Regions from separate parts of the Mus musculus genome. Here region 1 is linked to region 2. Evidence: chromatin contacts called from public HiChIP or PLAC-seq data. All regions are on one chromosome and are shown on one strand. Each heading gives the region's core, a stretch centred on a gene start, on an enhancer-like site or on the middle of the called end of the contact. The rest is flanking DNA. Distances are from core to core; before and after follow the strand shown.

The links. HiChIP or PLAC-seq counts read pairs in DNA pulled down with a chosen protein or histone mark.
Region 1: a contact with region 2 is called in an H3K27ac HiChIP or PLAC-seq map of embryonic stem cells, with 24 read pairs. The contact joins two enhancer-like sites. A contact is called at or near these places in 7 of 484 Hi-C or Micro-C datasets (bone marrow-derived macrophages, cerebral cortex, embryonic retina and 3 more), 13 of 115 datasets of contacts at active chromatin or transcription factors (craniofacial prominence, embryonic forebrain, embryonic stem cells and 5 more) and 3 of 9 other capture datasets (adipose tissue, liver and pancreatic islet).

The regions. Positions count from the first base shown.
Region 1 is chr6:122,762,851-122,766,329 of GRCm38.p6, forward strand. It overlaps a transcript of Slc2a3 not described here. Among named protein-coding and RNA genes, the nearest start is that of Slc2a3, 22 kb to the left of the region's middle. RefSeq lists an enhancer at 1,179-3,479. Within about 2 kb of position 1,656, at least 236 of the 459 cell types and tissues checked have an H3K27ac peak or open chromatin away from gene starts, as enhancers often do. A contact at or near this core is called in embryonic stem cells and pancreatic cancer cells, where this site is marked.
Region 2 is chr6:122,688,976-122,692,365 of GRCm38.p6, forward strand. No RefSeq gene overlaps it. Among named protein-coding and RNA genes, the nearest start is that of Nanog, 17 kb to the right of the region's middle. Within about 2 kb of position 1,371, at least 34 of the 459 cell types and tissues checked have an H3K27ac peak or open chromatin away from gene starts, as enhancers often do. A contact at or near this core is called in embryonic stem cells and pancreatic cancer cells, where this site is marked.

The sequences.
Region 1 (3,479 bases), core at 406-2,905, 74 kb after region 2:
ACAAAGTGAGTTCCAGGACAGGGAGGGTTATACAGAGAAACCCTGTCTCGAAAAGCCAAAACAAAACCCAACAAACAAACAAACAAACAACAAAAAAACCCAAAAACACCAGGACCAGAGCACATGGAGAAAAGAGGTCTCTGTGGCCCATTTCCACCTCAGCGCTGAAGTCACATTTGAACACTCGTAGTTATCAGCTATCCAGGTCTCTCTCACCGTGACATTATCTGTGTATATAACGTAGTTTGGTCATGCTCACTCACTATTACCCTCTCTAGACCCCTCCCACTCCCACAGGAAGCATCTTCCAAGGCTAGGGATCTGGAGGCTGCAGATAAACAGCTGATACCGAGTTCCAGGAAAGGAGCCACCCCCCTGGTACTCAGTGAGGGCCCTATTCCCAGGCTGTTTGGAGAGCCTCTCAGGTCAGAGGAGATGGAGAGGCCACAGAGAGAGGCCAGTGAGGCAACAAGGCTCTTGGGACACTGTGGTCCACAAACCCTAAAACACTTACATAATCTGACCCTTTGCAGTAAAAGTTACCAACTCCCGAGTTTTACTGTAGATGAGGCAAATGAAATGGGACCTTAAAGCTGTGAGATCACAGTCATTGGCTGGGATCAGAAGAAGGAAGGAGGCACTGTCTGTGGTAGCAGAGGCTGGAGACAAAGAACATGCCTCTGAGCGGGGAAACTCTGAGGACTTCCTGTGAATGAAAAAATGGTCCAGCCAAGACTGACAACCGACCGTACTCAACAGGAAAGTCTTTCTCAGTCTCAGTCTCTCTCTCAATATCTTTCATTTCATGTAACAGGAATCCACGGGAGTGCCACCGTGAGAGTGCCCTACTTAAGGGCACTGGGCCTAGAGGCTGGTTTTCCAGGTTCCCCCGGGGCCTGCAGGCAGCTTTAGATTTTACTGGAGAGTAAGCACTGAGAGGAAGTCACTTTGAGTATACTGCTGTCATCCATGTCATTAGTGAGGGAAAAACTGGGACTGGAGGAGAGGTGGCTGAAGATTAGTTGATGAATTGTCCTTAGGTTTTCTTTACACCCACCTTAGTCATTTTTTGTGAACACCTCCTTCCCCCCGCGCGCGCGCTTAAAAGGTAGCAAACAGTCTGCATAGACCCAACCAAAGACCAATGTAGGGAGATAACTGTTGAGCATGGGCCAAGGCCAACAGACTCAGCAGGGAGTTCCTCATTTTCTCATGGGTAATATTCCCTTTTCAGGCTGGAGAAGTGAGGGTCAGAGACTGAAGCACTTAGGTTAAACATCCCAGCTCAAGATGTGTTTAAAGGATAACATGCTTAGATTTTCTAATGCCAATTTACAACACATCAGATTATGTCCCGCGACTGGTGTTATGAAGAACATGTCTATCCAAAGTCCTAAAATGTCATTAAGGGTTAAATGCATGCAAGCAGCGTTCACGTGCTTCCTTGGTTTGGGGCACAGAGAAAGGTAGAGTACGGCGGATGTTAGGACGGCGAGGCAGGCACCAGAAAGCCCTTATTTCTACTTTCTTCTGCTTATTTCGACCCCGACGCACGCCTAAATAGCAAGTAGCACAAAATGTATAGCCCTAATGTGCAGGGCTGTTCTTTTCCGTCGGTCGTCGATCGTGCCACAGTGGCGCAGTTCGCTGCGGATGGTGCAGGGTGACCCAACGCTCTGCGCATGCTCACACACATCTGATCCTTCCCAGGCCCACCCTTTCCTTCTTCCTGGTGGTCTGCAGCCCACCCTACCTTTTACTTCTAAATTCACCCTCCGCCTTTCCCAGTCCGTTTCTTTCTTTTTAATACCCCCACCCCCGCCTCCTCCCGACAAGTCAACCAAAAACGTCAAGGGAACGTGAGGACCAAGGGAAGGAGCGGAACACTGCAGGATGCGCGAATGAGTCAGCGAGCTGGGGAGGCAGATCCAAGCGACTCAGGGACCGCGGGGGCTGCCGGGCGCCGTGCCAATACGCACGTCCCTTCTGCCGGGCGGGGTCGGCCAGCGCCCACCGGATGGGGCTGAGAAAGTGCAGTTGTCAGGAATCCGAGGCATCTCTGTGGAGCAGCAGGTTACGCCAGAGTCTGCCTCGAGGGCGAGGGCGAATGCCCCACCTGCGCCCGGCAGTCTCCCCACCTGTCCATCTATTTTGCCGCAGGCCATTCGGCTTCGTCGTGCAGCACACCAGGTCGCTCACGTTTCCCACGCTGCCTGCTTCTTTTTATTTCAGTCAGCTTTACATATACTACGCGTGCAAAAGCGTTCACCCATTCCAGCTGTTCGGGTAGATGACTAATTTTTGATGCCTGCAGTCTCCTGTCTCCGTGCCACCCCACTGCAATCATCAGAGTGCAAATTTACTCTTAGAACATTCTCCTGCAGCATGCTCTCACTGAGGTTACCCGGTCATTGTTCGGTGGCATTCGAGCGACTGTAGGCTTTTGTAACGGACCCAGCAGGAGGAGATAATCTGGGAGAGACACCAGCTCCTCCCCTTAGCTATCAACCTATTCAAACAATGGACCAAAGAATTAAAATTTCCCCAGGACTCCCAAGCGTTTGAGGGTGGAGGTGGGGTGCAGATCCCCTGGTGAGGAGGGTTAAGGGACGGTGGTGGGGGTGGGGTGGGGGTTAGGACGGGGCACTTTGCCTACCGGGAAAGATTTCACAGGGATCTGACAACTTTATCATACCCTTATTTCCTGGCCTTTGTTTCATCACTTCTGTAAAATTTACACCTGTTACAGAAATGGCGGAGAAAAACTAGGCATCATTCTCTGTTTTGGACAAGTCGTACATAAATCCAATTTTCCTTCAATTTTGCTTCCTTATATCTTTTAAAATGTATCAGGAAGCTGGTCGGATTGACACAAACATTTAATCCCAGCACTCTGGAGAAGAGGCAGGAGGATCAGTGAGTTAGAGGTCAACTAGGTCTATGTGGTGAATTGCAGGATATCCAAAGCTACATCTTGAGACCCTGCCTTGAAAAATTAGAACAAGGAAAAAAAGAACCAGGTTTAAGATGTAAATGTCTTCCTGTGACATTTTTCTCAGTTACTTTTTCATATATTAGCAGATAGGAGGTATTTCTTATGGACCGTACACAGTTAAAATGGGGAACGAGTTAAACTTATTTTTCATCTCTGCGCAGTATTTGGATGCTCCCCCCCCCCAGCCCCCACCAAGACAACTGGATTCACTGACTAATCCTTTCTGAGAGGTAATTGTTTTCTCTCTCTCTCTCTCTCTCTCTCTTTCTTTCTTTCTCTTTTTCTTTTTTCCTTCCTGAGGAAAGCTGCAGGGAAAAGAAGCACTTAAAGACTCAATTGCAGCTGAGTAGAAAGCCAGGTGGGACTGAAAGGAATTTTCCGAAGAATTGGGGGGTGGGGGTGGGGCACAGACATTAAAGGCTCTGTTTTAAAAACCAGGCACTCCAAGTCTCATGGTGTGGTTGTAAAAGCGACTGGAAGGCTG
Region 2 (3,390 bases), core at 121-2,620:
CATGTGTGCACTGCCTGTAGAACACAGATGAGGGCATCATATTCCCTTAGGGCTGGAGTTTCCAACGTTACCCCCATGACCCATATGGCAGGAGGAGAGAGCAGATACCTACACCATTTTGCCTAGACTGGCTTGAATTCCCAGGCTTAGCTGATCCTCCTGCCTCAGTTTCCCGTGTATCTGAATCCACAGATAAAGAGCCAGAATTCCCTTTTTCATCTATGAGCCTTTGCCTTGAACACCTTCTTTCTCTCTCTTTTTAAAAATGATTATCTAATCATTTGTTGGAGGTGGTGGTGTCCTGTGTGGGGAGATGGCTGGAGTCAGTTCTCGCCTTCCACCACATGGGTCCAGAGGATCAAATTCAGGTCCTTAGGCTGTGTGCAGCACGCATGCTTACCCACTGAGCATCTCACCGGCCCAAACGCTTGCATCAAGACTGAGGTGCCCTGAAATATTTTGAATATAATAGCATTGCTAATGATCAGACCTAGGACCTCACCCATGCTTGTTGGGAACCCCTCAACTGTTTTTTTAAAAGATGTATTTATTTATTTTATGTATATGAGTATACTGTAGCTGTACAGACGGTTGTGAGCTTTCATGTGGTTGCTGGTATTTGAACTCAAGACCTTCCAAAGAGCAGTCAGTGCTGAGTCATCTCTCCAGCCCGAGAACCCCTAAACTTGAGTTCTGTCCCAGCCCCTGTGTGTATTTAAATACAACGTCATCAGGGTCAGCATCTTTTATTTTAGTCTATCCCACATCATTGGGTCCAGACAAAAAAATTAACACAGGTATTAGAGTCTTTTTTCCATGACCCCACCCCCACCCCATCTTCATCACTCGGCTTCAAAACTATGTTCTTCAGGGCTGGAGAGATGACTCAGAGGTTAAGAGCACTGGCTGCTCTTCCAGAGGTCCTGAGTATAATTCCCAGCGACCACATAGTGTGACTCACTACCATCTATAATCAGGTCTGGTACAGCCTGTGGGTTGAAATCCTGCATATCAGATATTTACCTTACCGTTCATAACAGTAGAAAAAATACAGTTATGAATTAGGAATAGGATAATTTTATGGTTGGGGGAGGATCACCACAATGTGTCACAGCATTAGGAAGGGTGAAAAACTACTGCCCTAATACCTACAGAATAACTAATGAGCTTATTTATTCTCCTAGACTATTCCAGAACAACGCTTGCTGGAGTTTGGTAAATCCTTCTTGATATTCCTCCCAGACCTGGAAGCCACACCCATTAAGAAAAAACACGCATTTTTGCCTAAGGTCAAAGATGCCCTGTAGGCAAGGTGGGAAGCACACTCCCAAAAGAAAGGTGTTACCTTTTGCCTGGAGTGCTTTGTTTAGAGTTGTTGGGGATTGGAATTTTGTTGTTGATGTTGTTTTGTTTGTTTGTAACAAGGTTTTATGTGTCAGAGGCTGACCATAAATAAAATGCATGAATGAAAACTTAAAAAAAAAAAAAGGCCGGGCCGGGGCGTGGTGGTGCACGCCTTTAATCCCAGCACTTGGGAGGCAGAGGCAGCGGATTTCTGAGTTCGAGGCCAGCCTGGTCTACAGAGTGAGTTACAGGACAGTCAGGGCTATACAGAGAAACCCTGTCTTGGAAAAACAAAACAAAACAAATAAAAAATATGCTTGCTGGCCTGAGTTCAATTCCCTAGACCCCTGTAAAGGTATCTGAGACTACCAATTCCATAAATTGTCCTTTGACCTCCACACCTATGTGTCCTTTGACCTCCACACCTATGTACACTGGAATAGTGATTGAAGAAAAAGAAGAGGAGAAAGAGAAGAAGAAACAGCAGCAGTAACAACAGTAGCGGCCATGGCAGCAGGCTTGGTGTTTTATATCTTCAATTTCAGCGCATGGGGGAACAGAGGCAAGCAGAACTCTGAGTTCCAGGCCATCCTGGTCTAGAGTTCCAGGTTGGCCAGAAAAGCCCTGTCTTGAAAAACCATGAATTCTGGCATGTTGGGGCACGCCTTTTAATCCCAGCACTTGCAAGGCAGAGGCAGGTAAATTTGAGTTTGAGGCCAGCCTGGTCTACAAAGTGAGTTCCAGGACAGCCAGGGCTACACAGAGAAACCCTGTCTCGAAAAAAAAAGAAGGAAAGAAAAAGAAAGAAAGAAAAACCATGAAAATTATAAAAGAAAACAAGAAAGAGAGAAAAGAAAGGAGCCAGAGTAGTGGTGCACATCTTTAATCCCAGCACTTAGAAATCAGAAACAGGTGGGTCTCTCAGCTCCAGCCAACCCGCTCTACACAATGAATTCCAAGACAGCGGGGGCTGGGTAGAGAGATCCTGTCTCAAAAATAAAACAAAACAAGCAAACGAAAGATAAAACCAGCAAAACCCAAAATAAATAAATAATCCCTGGCTGCTCTTCCAAAGGACCTTTGTTCAATTCCCTATAGGCACATGGGGCACATAACTAATTATAATTCCAATTCCAGGGCATCTGGTGACACCTTCTGGCCCCCCGTGAAGCCGGTATTATGGTATACATAGAGGCAAACCAGCCACACAGAAAAATAACAGTATATGCTTTAAAATTGATAAATGGGGGCTGGAGAGATGGCTCAGCGGTTAAGAGCACCGACTGCTCTTCCAGAGGTCCTGAGTTCAATTCCCAGCAATCACACGGTGGCTCACAACCATCTGTAATGAGATCTGATGCCCTCTTCTGGTATGTCTAAAGACAGCAACAGTGTACTTATATAAATAATAATAAAAAAGAATTCCATTTAAAAAAAATGATAAATGGGTTACATAAAATGAACAGAGAGAACAGCAAACACAATGGGAGAAACTCCTTGCTACCAGCTATACTTGAGAAATGACGTTACTGCCTAGAACATAGAGAGCTGTGACTGTTGAAAACAAACACACAAACCTGTCAGTCAGTAAATTAGTCAAGGAACAGACCCAATAGTTTTCAAAAGAAATACAAATGGCCAATAAATGTTTATTTAAATGTTCAACATCTGTAGCCCTCCGAGAAATGCAATTAAAACCAATTTTACATGTCATTTCAGAATGGCTATCATGAAAACAAGTGACAGACCAGTGAAGTGGCTCACAGAGTCTATTTCCCCCAAGAAGCCCAATGACATGAGCTCAGTAGAGCTCATGCACTATTGAGCAGAGAGAGAGAATATGTGTAGAGAACTCTCTCTCTCTCTGCTCTCTTTCACACACATACATACACACCATACACAGCCTTAAAAGGTTTTTTTAAATCAAATTTTACATTTATTTTGCATGTGTTTGAAGAGGGGGCATGTGTTCCATGGTGTGCTTGTGGAGGTCAGAGGACAAACTTTCATTTATTTATTTATTTATTTATTTATTTATTTATTTAT